2 separate regions of the Gossypium hirsutum genome follow, and region 2 is linked to region 1. Evidence: chromatin contacts called from public Hi-C data. All regions are on one chromosome and are shown on one strand. Each heading gives the region's core, a stretch centred on a gene start, on an enhancer-like site or on the middle of the called end of the contact. The rest is flanking DNA. Distances are from core to core; before and after follow the strand shown. Region 1 overlaps LOC107929673 (cationic amino acid transporter 9, chloroplastic). Region 2 holds the start of LOC107929676 (protein VASCULAR ASSOCIATED DEATH 1, chloroplastic).

Region 1 (7,096 bases), core at 1,993-4,492:
CAATGGTGTTAAACATATATTTACGGGAGCAACCGTAGTATTCTTTGCATATGTTGGATTTGACGCGGTTGCTAATTCTGCTGAAGAATCAAAGAGACCTCAGGTAATCTTATTTTGAAAGCAACTCAATGTCTTGTCATTCAAAGTATTGTAATTTATGTTACTATGCTTTATCTTGTATTGTATTGTTTTATAGTGTCTGCATGTTATTTGTAGTTTCATTCTTTATATCTTCTCTGTTTTAATTTTGATATTTCAGCGTGATTTGCCAATCGGAATTTTGGGAAGTCTGCTTGTATGTGTTATTTTATACGTTGGTGTTTGCTTAGTGCTCACCGGGATGGTACCTTACAACCTCCTTGGCGAGGATGCTCCTTTATCTGAAGCGTTTACATCCAAGGGTTTGAAATATGTTTCTATTTTGATCAGTATTGGAGCTGTTGCTGGGCTTACAACAACCCTTCTAGTTGGTCTATATGTCCAGGTGAAATTTCAATGGTTTCTGTTATGTGGTTATGTCCTTATTGAGTGGCATGTTCCCAGTGCACGTGATGAAATGCTTTGTCTGAGCAGCTGTTGGTCTTTATGTCAAATTTCTATGTATTTGTTATATCCTTATTGAGTAACATGTTTCCAGTTTACATGATGGAGTGTTTCTCTGAGCAGTCTCGCTTATATCTTGGGCTTGGAAGGGACGGTTTACTGCCTTCGATATTTGCTAAAGTGCATCCGATACGCCACACACCTATTCATTCTCAAATCTGGGTCGGTATCATTGCTGCTGTTTTGGGAGGGCTGTTTAACGTGCATATACTATCACACATTCTTTCAGTTGGCTCACTGGTAGGCCATTTCTTTTCCTTTTTCTGTGAAGTCTTTGCTCTATATTTGCTTAATCATATATGGTTATCAAGTTATCACAGTTTTAGATCTGGAACTACTACTGATTGGACAGTTAGTAACCAAAAACAAGTATCTACAAGGGGTAACCTACTTCAGCATATTGTGCATTTCCTAGTATCATCTGTAGGTCATCGAAGTAGTCTATTTTCAGCTTCAGATGAAAGCAGATCAGTATCTGCAGAACTTTTATTTGCTAATAACTTTTAACCATAGAGTGTATACTCTGGCTTCTGTCAACATCCTGTAATGTGTAGAAGTGCATGTATTGGATGGTCATGAGTTCAAAGGAAAGTACCTGCATAAATTAAGTTGATGTTTTGAAGGAACAAATGCATTTAGATGTGTATAATTGCGAATGACATGCACCTCACTTTATACTTTGATTTGTTTCAGACAGGCTATTCTGTTGTTGCAGCCTGTGTTGTAACGCTTCGCTGGAAAAATAACACCGGAAATCGAGTTTCTTCAAAGTGCATCTCAACCTGGTGTGAAGGTGTCCTATGTATTTTCCTAGTGGCATGCTGTGGTTTTGCTGCTGGAGTTCTTTATCGTTTTGGCACTCACTTTATTTTTATGATTGTTGCGGTGGTTATAGCCATAATGGCTTGTGCTGCTCTTTGTTTCCGTCAGGTGAATGAATTTATCTATACATAAATTTGATTTCTACTTTTCCTTTCCAATGCCAGGAAAAAGGGAGTGTTTATTGATATACATATGGTGTTAATGGTGTTCAATGTTAAGATTGATTGCGCTTTTGGCTATTTACAGCGCACATGCTGGCTTTCTGCTTGGTTTAACATGACCAGCTGAATTGGTAAACCTCTTAATATGATTTTTTGAACCCATTAATGCACTCTTCTCAGGCTTATTCAGATCCTCCAGGGTTTTCTTGTCCATGGGTTCCGATTGTGCCATCTGTTTGCATCTTTTTCAACATATACCTGTTTGCTCAGGTATGCCTGCAAAATGCCCTCACTACAATCCTTTTGAATTAGTGCATTGAATTTGTGTAACCAATTCATAAAGGAGTTAAAATTCGAAGAATTTATAGACCAAAGCCGGCTGGTGTTAATTACCCTATTTTTTTTGGCACAGTTGCACTATGAAGCGTGGATCAGATTCATCATCCTCAGCATAGTATCTGTAGGTATTTATGCATTTTATGGACAGTATCATGCTAATCCCCGTTTAGATGAGACAATTATTTACCATATGGCGCCTGAAGAAGATAGACACTGAGCATTAATGTACAGTCACCAATAGTTATTGGTGGGACTTGTAGTCTATCATCCTATTATTGCACAATCAGCTTATAAAATTATTAGTGATCATAGATGTAGATTTCTATTAGAAAATGTTGGCATCTCTGCTGACTAATAAACAAAGTGTATTTACACGGTCTTCTCTACAGTACATTTAATTTCTTACCAACTAGGTAGGTTCTCCTCGAGCTGTCGTTTTTACAACTGTTAAGATACAGATTAATTTGTGGATCATTGACTTCTTGTGGTGTTTGACTGTTCTACAATGCATACATTTATGTCACATGGCTAGAATTTTAGTTTCGTAAGCTACGTGGTTGCTTCAAATCCACTTAAGTTCGCCTACCTCTTGAAAATGAAAATTCAAAAGTAAAATTCTCTATGACATCCAAATAAAGTGAAAGTAATTCAGAAAGACAAAGGGATTTGAATCAAATAGAAATGCCATGAGAAAATTATAGCACACCAAGTGTTTGAATAAATATTCTCTAATGTATTTTATAACTCTAAATAAAAATAATAGGATTATTACTAATGAAAGAGGAAGATTTTATTTATAGTTGAGTTCTTTAAGATCTAATAGTAAATATCGGATTACATCGATAACTAAAATTAGTGTCTATCTACAAATTGAGAGTCTAATGGATTTAAACTCTATACATTTTTATTTATTAGAATTTACAATAATTATCTCGTTAATTCTAATTTTATTGGAGTGATTCACCAATTCATCAAGCAATCAAGTAGATGGGTTTTTTCATATGTTTCATGAATCGAGTTAGTTCAAGTGAATTAAATAAGTCACACTTAAGTAGTCGACCTCTATGTGAGGTTTTATGTGCATTTGTCACGAGCTTTGATTTGTGACTCATGACATTCTCCTCCATCCATTCTCGCAACGCCCTTGTCACGTCTTCAAAATGACATCGGGTTGACTTGTCTCAAAATTGTTTCAATGCCTCAGTTGATTTTTAACTAGTCTCTCTGTCCTCTTTGTCAGATAGTTTCACCCCTCAGAACATTTGTCTCGAGTTATGTCTCCGCCATCGTTTAACTCGAACTGCATTTCTCTTTTGCAAGAGCTCATCGCTCTTACTTGCCTCTATCGTGACATGTCTTCTATAGAGATCCAATTACTACTTCAATATACCCTTTCTATCATTCGTAATGAGAGGTTCCACTTCTGGAGGCACCTCTTCCATCTAGTAGATCAGAACGTTATATCTTCACGCTTTTGTTGCCAGAATGTGCGTTGCTCCTTTCAACGTTTGAGGTGTGTGTTCGAAAGATAACCTCTTGGACCTGGAATTTCTATTTTTTTTCTTTTTTGAAATTAAAACTTCAGATGGGGCTTTTATAAACTCAAATAAAAAAAAGAACAATCAGTCCAAAAATAAAATAAACAAGAGCATGAAATAGGCCCAAGTTAAAAAGGCCTATATCAGAAAAATTGAATCTAAAAGATAAGAAAAATCTAGACTAAAATAATTATAACCGAAGATTTTCCCAATCAGAAAATCCTGACGCCTATCACTCTATCTTTCTGTCATTCCGTTCTTCAAGGCATTTTCATTTATGAGGGGAGTTTTAATCACCGAAAAAACACTCCATTTTGAAACATTTTCCCCTTCTTTCTTTTCATCTTCTTTCATCTTCAGTCTGGTTCTCGCTCACTGTTAATTACTTTTTGCTATTCTGCATATCGAGGAACTCATTCAACCAGGTATATCTCTTCCTTCGTCTTTAACGTTTCTATTGCTAGTATGTAGGCTAAAACATTTACTGATCTTAGAGTATGTTCAAATCTGAAATACTTAGATCTAGATGCTACCTGATGAATATCGTAAATATATGCTTCGATCTGCGACTTGTCTTGCCTTTTCGCCTTACATTTTTTTATTACCGATAACGAATCTCCTTCAACGATGATTTCTGACCATTTCATTTCTATTCCTATCTGGATTGCTTTTCGGCAAGTGACCGCTTCTGCTGCGAAGGCGGAGGGAACTTCTTGATGAATTTCTAAGCAAGAGAAGAGAACAACCCCTTCTCTGTTTCTAACCACTATCCCTGAAGCCGATTGGAAGTGTCTCGCATCATATGCTCCATCAAAGTTTATTTTCACTCCCTGTCCGGGTGGGTTTTTCCATTTTCCAACATCCTCCAAGTTTTTGACTTTCTTGATTCGACACCATATTGTTCTTTAATATAGTTTTTGACAAAAATTGCTATCTCCTGACCATTTCTACTGACTTTATCATAGATTCAAGTGTTTCTGTCACCCCAGATGGCTCATAACACACAACCAATTAGTCTGCATTGAGAGGGAGAGTACTGGGCAAAGATCTAGGTGAGCCATTTTATGAAATCTAGATTAGTATTCTGTAGAAGATTTGGGATTGCTAATGCACTCCATACTGATACTGAAATAGGGCATTCGCAAAAAAGATGATCCATAGTTTCGGCTCCTACACCACAACAGGGACAATTTGAGTTATTGACTAGCTTCCTGTGCTGCATGTTGACTCGTGTGGCACGCAATTCCATGAGAGTTTCCAGATTGTAATTTTTATTTTTGTAGGCAGATTTAGAAGCCATATTTTTTTGTAAAGATCCCTGTAGATGGATTGTAAAGTGTAAGCTCTAGGATTTGAAATCTGTAATAGTTTGTAGGCACTCTGAACTGAAAACTCTCTCGAAGGCTCACCGCTCCACACCATGAAATCATCGTGAGGCCCTCTCGTCAGAGGGATACGGAGGATCCTTCCAGCTTCTTCTTCCAGAAATGTATTAACAATTAGCTCACTTTTCCATTTCCGTTCATCGCTACTGATCAAATTGGAAACTTTAAAGTTTGTCATAGTAAAAGTAACTGAAGATAATCTAAAATTAATTGCATCTGGAATCCATGCATCGTTGATAGCTGAGATGTTCGAACTCGTACCCACCTTTTAGCTAAGGCCTTTTGCCAAAATACCCTTATTCGCCCATATACTTTTCATCTACTATATTTCTAATCATCGATTTGTCAATATTTGCTGACTTCAGTTTTTTTTATCACTGTTAGTGCGTTCCCCTCCACTACAACATTACTAAACCCCATTTCTTCCCCAAAAGTAACAGCTTTTAGACAGGCTCTAGCTTCCACAGTGGTCGGGTCTCGAGCATTTTCTACTAGGTAATGCATGAATCCATTACCAACCCCTCGCTATTTCTTATTATTATGCTCGTTGTTGCTCTATTTTCCTGTTGTTGGTATGCTGCATTAAAATTTATTTTGACTTGCTCTGCCTTTAGGGGCCTCTAGTGTTCTTCTCTTGACTTATATATGCTTTGGTGAAATCTACTACATCCTGAACCTTTCTCTTCTTCCCCTCGTGATAGCATTATTCCTATTAAACCATATGTCCCACAGTGAAATGGCCTTTATAATACATATTTGCATGTTGTTTTTGAAAAAAAGTATGCTTCCACTCTTGTTCAATATTTGATATCCACACCAACCCCTTGAAGAACCATTTTCATGAACCTGCAGTCTCGAAAGAGGTGGGCCGCAGTTTCATCTTCCTCCAAACAAATTGAGAAAAGCGTATCTTCCCTAAGCCTTCGTAATTTTAGATTACTTAAGGTTGATAAGTAGTTGTTTGTTATCTTCCATAGGTTATTAACCATTTGTAACCACTATTTACTGTGTATTCACCCGATTTGTCCCCCCACCATATTGTCTCATTTGACTGCATACCACTCACCCACGGAATCGACAAAATTGCCTCAGCTTGTTCTATGTTGAATAAATTGCAGATGTCATATTGTTTTCAGGTAAGTCAATCTCTATTGATTAGATCTACCAATGTAAAAAAAATTAGGTTAATGTTCTGAACTTTTATTCTTCCGTCTCCAGGGGTAGGCAGCCACGCATCGTTGCATATATTCGTCATTTCGCCATTTCCTATTTTCCATCTCGTGCCATATTCTAATAGACTACGGGCACCCCAAATGCTATGCCAAGTTAAATATGGGTAAGACCCTAAACTCGCACTTATAAAATCCACTCGAGGGTAATTCTTAATTTTCATTACTCAAGCAAGTAAGCTATTAGGATTGGTGATTAGTTTCCACCCCTGTTTAGCCAACATGTCTATATTAAACTTTGATAACTCCTTAAACCCCATTCCCCTTTGCACTTTTGGGCTGCACATAGAAGTTTAGCTACTCCAATTAATGCCTTTGTTAGATTTCAAATATTGCCACCAAAATATGCACATTAAATTCTCTAACTCACGACATAATAACATAGGTAACATAAAACATTACATTGTATAAATTGAAAACGCTTGAAAAATGGATTTAATAAAAATCTCCTTGCCACCTATAGAAAGGTTAACGCTCCAACTCTTCATTTTTTTGTGTTTATTTTTCTTTTATCTCCACAAAAATATTTTTTTCCTCCTTTCAACCATCGTTGGTAACCCAAGATATTTCTCTGGGTTATTTGATATTCAAACTCCCAAGACTCTGCCTATTTATACTTTAATTCCCTCAATGGTATTGCTATTGAAATAGATTAAGGATTTATCAAAATTCACCATTTGACCTAAAGTCTTATTATATTCATTTACCACTGCCTTTATCACCATTACTCCTTCAATCGAAGCCTCTCCAAATAGGATGCTATCATCAGCAAAAAATAGATGAGTTATTTATAATCATCCTCTTTCTACCTTTGCCCCTTCAATCTTCCCTTCCTTTTTTGCCATATTCAACAATCTTGAGAAACTTTCTGCGTATGTAATAAATAAGTATGGTCTCAAGGGGTCCCTTTGTCTTAAACCTCTTGAAGGTTTAAAATCTGCTCCTTGAGTCCTATTAAGCACCACCAAATAGGAGACACTCCTTACACATCTCATAATAAGAGTTATCCATTTGTTGCA
Region 2 (7,096 bases), core at 2,324-4,823, 170 kb before region 1:
CCTTAGCCTCCTAATAAGTTGAGTTGGAACCACCTTTGAAGATTATTACCAGATTTGCAGTTATATTAGGAATTTCACAATGATATCGGGTTTATATAGGGCATATAAAATTAAGTTCTAAGCTTCTGAGAAGCTTTTGGAATTATTGTTTCTTTGAGCCATATGGATTTGGCAATTTATCCCAAAATTTTCTCTCTCCAGTTCACTTTTTTCCTTCCACTATTGTTCTCCTTGACACCCCCCCCCGGTTCTTTTTTTCTTCTGGTTTTCAGTTTATACTCCCTCTATTTCTCTATTTTCCCACCTTTTCCCTATTTCTAATCATCCAAATCACTAGTCTAGAGCCAGAAGTGAAATCCAATCAGATAGGAGTAGGGTGCGCACATAAATTAAATACAAAACCAAGGAACTTTCTATGTAGCAAAGTGTGAAATTAGACTGACACAACAAGAAACGATGAAAAAAATGAGTTAAAATTCAGAACTGCGTTAACTAACCCTTTGGTGCATCACAATTCTCTGGCTTCCATGAAAAGGTACCTTCTGATGCTGAAACCCCAGTATTTATAACTGATCCACAACCTACTTCTGCATTAGTGTCAGAAGTGGATGGAACCTTAGAGCCACTAGAAGTGGGAGCGTCCTCATGCCTGTATGAAAAAATGTACTTAAATAAATAATTCATGGTTTCACATCCATATAAAAAAAAACTACAAGGAAATCACAAGAAAGTTCCCAAACTGTTCTGCTCATAAAGATTACCTGTCTGCAGATTCCGTGTCATTTAAGGGGTTTAGTGAGCTATTGGTATTTTCAATTGCAACAAAGCCATTCTCTTGGGTGCTGGACTCAGACATGGATTCCTAAAAAAAATGGAATATGAAAATAACCTATGGGGATAAATATACAATTTGCTATTACTAACCTATGAAACTCAAAGTTTTCAGAACACCTCAACAGGGAAAAATGTCTTAAATTTTACTGAATGAATGAAAATTTTCACTGAAATTCTACATATAGATAAAGAACAAGATTATGAAATCAGCATATGATGCAAAATACCTCTAAATGAAGCGCAAACACTGACAAATCAGTTGTTCACATTTAAGATGTGTAACTATGCTGTATGAAGGGCTAAATGACTTTGTTAACATTTACTGCATAACTAGTGAATTACTTAATGTAAGAAGCAGAAAAATCCCCTTCGATGGTAATCATAAGCTGTGATTTTTTTCCAATAAAAAAAACTATGATTTTTCTTTCTTTTCAATATATAAGCTGTGAAATATAAGATACCTGTTGTTCTGTAATTTCTTGGGCTCCATTGACATGCTGCAACCATCCATCATTAATGATCTTGAAAGCTTCATCACGAGATAGGAATGATGCAAAGAAGTGCTGCCCAAATCAAAAAGTCGAATCAGATAGAAGAACTAATGCATGCACACTTAAACAAGCACATAGAAGAAATCTGCACGGCAAGTACTAGTACCCTCCTTCCTCCAGCAAAAATTTCTATTGCATTAGGAAAGATTCCAGCAGTCTTTGCTCTGTTAACACTTGTAATTTCGTTGAAGGCAATTACTTTCTGCAAAAGGAACTCATACAATATTCCATGATCATACCATGTTAAATAAAAAGTTAAAACAGTTTCCCGGGAAATAGGACACTGGAAAACAAAGAAAGAATAATACTAACTTCTGAGGATTACCTTTGTTTCAAATCCAAATATATTGGAATAAAAGCAAATGTAATGAACAAACAGGTACATGTGACCCTGCAAAAGGCAATTAGAGAGGGGAACACATTTATACAGCCGCCAAATATTTGAAAAATATAAACCTACCAGCCCGCCCCCCCCCCCAACAAAAAAATAATAATAATAATAATAAACCTCCCACAGTTTGAAAAAAGGAACATAAGGTGATGTGCCAAGCTAAAAAACTAGCAGATGCAGCAGAACAAAAGCAGTAAAGGTCATTGTAAAGATCTAGATTACCTGAAGAAGAATACTCTCCTGGAATGCACAGTTGAAATCCTGGACAAGGAACTACAGCAGAGGACAAAAGAAAGTGTTTAAAACTGTTTTTATGATACATTTCTAAAATGCAACACAGTGAGAGAAATTTCAAATTAAAAGCAATTCAATTAGCAAGTTTTTTAAAATCCATCACCAAAAGAAACAAAAAAGGATTGGTTATAGCATCAATGCCACATGAATGTTAGGTATCAGGAATTACTTGCACACAATGTGTTATTATCTCTCTCACACTAATCATGCCAAGAATGAATTCATTTACAGAACAAAGACTCTAAAACAAAAACGAGAGGATCAGAGATCTGCTTACACATGGTAACAAAAAATAGGCTAAAGAAGAGAAAACACATTTATTTTGAACTTAAAAAAAAAGTGTTTCAATTTTCTAAAAAAGTTTTAAAGATACCAATAGATGACATTTAGATACTAAAGTAGGAAAGAAAGCATGAACAAGCATTTTTGAATCTTTAACCAATAACTTTATCATTTTAATTATTGGGTTCGTGAGAATTCTACATGAATGTTTAGGCGCTCAAAACTTCTAAAATACAAAACTGGCAATATATTTTCACACAACTACAAGAAACAATTTTAGCATTTACAAGCCAAAGAATGTCAAAACAAAATACAAAGGAGACAAGACGAGGAGAACTGCTAACAGCTTGTTACTAAAGTTGCTCACCTCTTCAGGTGGAAGCCTAAACAGTTGGCGGTATTCTTCACTCCTCAATGCTGACTGAGACTGAAATTCATAAGCATCAGATTTAGCCATAGTTCTAGAAGTATTCAGTTCTTGAAAACTAAATTCTCGATGATTGTCTAATTAGTCCAAGTTTAACTACATCGATCAAAACTCCTTATAAGCCATCCTCTTTTCTACCTCTTGTTGGAATTTATTTAAAAACCATATATCTTTCGGAATTTCACCACGAAAACATGAAAGCTTCAATAGAATTCTAATAATAGAAAGTTTGGCAAAAGCAGCCTTCAAAAAAAAAATTGAAGTAAATTTGATTAAATGATAGTGATTATTGTAGAACTTGGCCATAATAATCAAGAATTAGCAAAATTGAACTCATAACATAATCCTAATCTACTTTCTCGTCGTTTTTTTCTTCCTGACTTTTTGTAAAGGAAGCAGGGACATGAATTAAGCTAAAAGTAAGTGGTAGAAAAAAGAACCTGAATATCAACATCTTTGTAGCTAGGGTTGGGTGAAGCATTGGAAGCATCGTTGCGATCAGGCGTGTCGGTAGGCGAGGAATCGTTTGGCGAAGTTGAAGAATCAGAAACGTCGTCGGAGACTGCTTTAGAAAGAGAACGATCCATAGAAGACCGCGGAAGATCGATCCTCTCGGCGGCAGCAGAGGTAACTGCCATAGCAGGGTGGGGAAGAGCCGATAGAGATGGCAGAGATCTGAGTTTTCAGTGTCTTTTTTTTTTCTTTTGGGTGGGAGAGTCCAAGGAATAGCTAAAAGAAACTACGCCGTTTGACAAACAGGGACTTATTTCTGAAAGCGGAAGCCAACATCAAGCGGTACAGTTTTGCAATCTATTTCACTGCCACGCCAAGTCATTGAAGGAGAGACGTTGACTATTTTGACACGTGGCGGATTATTGAGTGGATAAAAATGACAACCGACCGGTCCTCCGGTGGACTCTACCACGTGACGGAGTCAAAACATTCTGTCAAGTTACTTTTTAGGCTTAAATAAAAAATTGACCCGAATTATAATTTTTTTCACTTACGTACTTAAATTATTTCTTTTATTAAAAGTGATTTAAATTTTACTTTCAATACTAATTTTGATCTAAAGCGTTAACTCCGTAAAAGTAACTCTCAAAATGACACATGGAATTTTAATTAAAAATTTTAAATTTAATATTAATTAAATTAAATTAATTTCTTTTTTCTTTCTCTCCTATCCCTCGCTTCATTGTCTTTTTTATCCCTCCACCCTCACAGCTGCTCCTCACCAGGGTTCTTACAGCAAGTTCCCATGGCCCCATCCCCTCTCCCACTTCAATAAATTCATTTGCTATAAGCCGTAAAAGTGGTAGCTTGGCAATAGATAAAAAAATAGCAGGATCCACGAGTTCTGAGTTGCACTGTAATAAACATGAATCGAAGCTCTTTAACTTGACTTTAGCAGGATCTCTGTTTTCCTACATGTTCCACTTCAATGCAGCAAAATCGCATCCAGAAATACAGACTGATAGTTAATGAAGAAAAATATATATTAACATTAGAACTATTGGACAAAACATAACAGTTGAAGAAGAAGAAGAAGAAAAAGAACAACCCCATGCATGTTCTCAAGCACATTGAAAATTTTTAAGAAAGGAAAAAGAAATACCCTTAGATATAAATAAATTTCGAAATAAAATTTAAATCCTCATCAAAGAAAGGCAGAGATACCAGGATTAGGTCGAAGAGCACGGCTTGATCGACCTTGACGAAATCAGCGTCCCAACTCCCAAGACTTGAGCTCATCGTCGATGGAGGCAGAACGTACATGAAGCGAGTGATTATACTGGTCTTCCCAACAGACTGATCCTCCGAGAACAGTGAGGTGGATTTAATTAAAAATGCTACATATCACATTTTAATTGGTTTTAGAATTCCTTTTAATTGAAGGAATTAAAGTTTAGATACCATTTTTAATAAATAATAATAATTTAGATGTCTAAATAGAAAAGTGCTGGGGCTAATTTTTTATTTAAGCTTATCTTTAATTAGGAAAAATAATCCAACGTCTATTTTGGGCCGATTTAACCGAAGTTATTGGGCTTTCGACTACCATTATTTATCTCCTACGTTACTGTCACGTTTTCATACCGTTATAATTCTTTTTACCTGATAGCAGCCAAAAATTACAAATTTTAATGGCATTCACCATAAGTTGAAAGTACTTGGACGCAACTCTATAAATTATTTAATTCACCAGTTTAGTATTCCTTCTAAAAAATCTTTTTGAGACAAAAAGTATTTTTGGAACAAAAATATTCCTAAATAAACTATTTTTTTTTATAGAAAATGTACTTCTCCCAAGCCAACATTGGCCAAAAACATCTTTTTTAGAACTTAAAAATTTTAACTTTTTTTCAAAAGTATTTTTTTTCTTTCTAAAATACACTTTTAAGAAGCATTTCTAAACTAAGCCTTAAAGGAGTTTTGTTGAGTTCTTGGACAATTCCATTAGTGAGCTAGCTGTTAAATCTCTTCTCCCTAGCATTGTTACTACATCTCAAATTGCTGGCTCTTTTCAATATGGATTAATTTCTTTAAACTTTCTTAAACTATGTAAAAGGATATTTTGGTAAAGTGAGGAAAAGTTACAATCTAACAAAATGAAATGTTGTGGAAAGATGATGGAGAAGAAGATCGGAGTAGACTCTGAAGAACAAGTTCGGTAATAGTTATTGATTATGGATGCAATAAGCGACTGAGAAAGATAAGAGTTACAATGATTGTTATGACTGTAAAAAGAAAATTGCAGAGAGAATTTTAAAGTGCCAAGTTTGCCAAAAGATCAAAAAGTTCCAAATGAAACATTCAAACATTTATTTATAGACTTTGAAAAAATAAGTTAAAAAGGGAAATGATTATGAAGAGAAAGTGGCATGAACATGTTAAAATTGTGGGTAATGGGATTAAAAAGGGTTACTTGAACTTGAGAAAATGGAAGGTCAATTATATATAATGGGTATGATAATGGTTACATGAAAGTTACACCCTCTTAAATTATTTTAGCATTCATCGTATGAAGTACTTGTATTTCAAAGAAAGGTTAAGTAAGCTTCTTACCATTTTTGCATCTGAGTCTCCAAACTGTGCTCTCTAGGACATCTTAGGAGTGGAACAGTCTAAGAATAGTTACTAAAAGTAGTTCCCAAAAGGTAGTTGTTTCTAAAGGTAATTGTTTCTAAAGGTGCTCCTACATAGAACTCTCGGAACTACTATTGATAGAAAAGTTACTAACCCAAAACAAGCACCTACAAACTATAATTAATATTTTAAATTGATTTAAAAATTTAAGATATTTTAATTGAGTTTTCGAAATATTGATATCATATCAATCAGATAGTCCCATCAACCTAATTAAGCATTTAATGTTAGTTTGAATTTCACAATAAAGCATACATAAATCAAACTTTTTACATTTGTATATTTGTATAATTTGAATATATCATGTTAAAAAAATAAGTAATATGGTTAAATTCTATTTTTTAACAATTCAAATTAAAATTGTTTATTTAATATATATAAACGTGTTTAATTTTTAATTTATATGTTAAGTATGATTTACATATTATCAAAACTAACATTTAATACATCTTATCAAAACTAACATTTAATGACTAAATTGAAAAATTGGCTAACGAAAGTACTTAGTTTATGATATTACTATATTGAGAACCCATTAAAATGTTTTGAAGTTTAGAAACTCGTTGATAACTTCTTTGGAGGGAATTGGACTTATAGTTATTTTTTAAGTAGAGCATGTAGGTGAAGGAACCTAGAAGAAAAAAAGGAAAGCTATGAAGGGGTCGAAACTTGTAACAACCCCACACGCCTGGCCAAACAATCAATCAATGGAGAGGTTACACAAAACTAATTTCTAACTTGAAGCATTAACACGTTCATACAAACAACTTATAGAATATCATACATTACCTGAAATTCGATAAAGGCTAGCCAAAATAAACTACATATACTAGAGTGAGATACTCTTATAAAAATCCATCTTTTACATAATTTAAGAGGTTAAAATTAATACATCATTTTCGTAGTTTAAATACATAACAGTATGAGCATAAGAACTTGAATTTACAGATTTCCCTAACATGTACATTGTAATGCCCCAATTTTCGGGAATTCTGTGAATGTTGGCATAGGTTTAATTATGTTAGTGGGCCTCTAGAAGGCCCAAGCTTAAGATAGAACCCGGCAATTTTAGTTAATTTTTTTCCATAAGAAAAAAAGGGTGAAATTATGAAATAGGACCTATGTAAAAATGTTTGAAAATGCTATAGGCTAAATTGAAGTGGCCAAATA

What was found. Hi-C and Micro-C count contacts between places; a contact is called where the count stands out from the background.
Region 2: a Hi-C map of leaf shows a contact between it and region 1, with 2.6 times the contacts expected there. The contact joins the promoter of LOC107929676 here to the enhancer-like site in region 1. A contact is called at or near these places in 3 of 34 Hi-C or Micro-C datasets (callus and leaf).

Annotation. Positions count from the first base shown.
Region 1 is chrA08:106,458,052-106,465,147 of Gossypium_hirsutum_v2.1, reverse strand. It overlaps LOC107929673 (cationic amino acid transporter 9, chloroplastic), which reads left to right. Exons shown (of 8, transcript XM_016861165.2): 3 at 1-103; 4 at 260-484; 5 at 667-843; 6 at 1,297-1,533; 7 at 1,767-1,856; 8 at 1,999-2,399. The coding sequence ends at 2,142. Among protein-coding and RNA genes, the nearest start is that of LOC107929673, 4.7 kb to the left of the region's middle. Within about 2 kb of position 3,242, at least 7 of the 9 cell types and tissues checked have an H3K27ac peak or open chromatin away from gene starts, as enhancers often do.
Region 2 is chrA08:106,623,639-106,630,734 of Gossypium_hirsutum_v2.1, reverse strand. LOC107929676 (protein VASCULAR ASSOCIATED DEATH 1, chloroplastic) reads right to left here and starts at 3,573. Exons shown (of 18, transcript XM_041074351.1): 1 at 3,220-3,573; 2 at 2,720-2,779; 3 at 1,999-2,049; 4 at 1,711-1,776; 5 at 1,492-1,587; 6 at 1,296-1,397; 7 at 762-862; 8 at 498-649. The coding sequence starts at 3,417.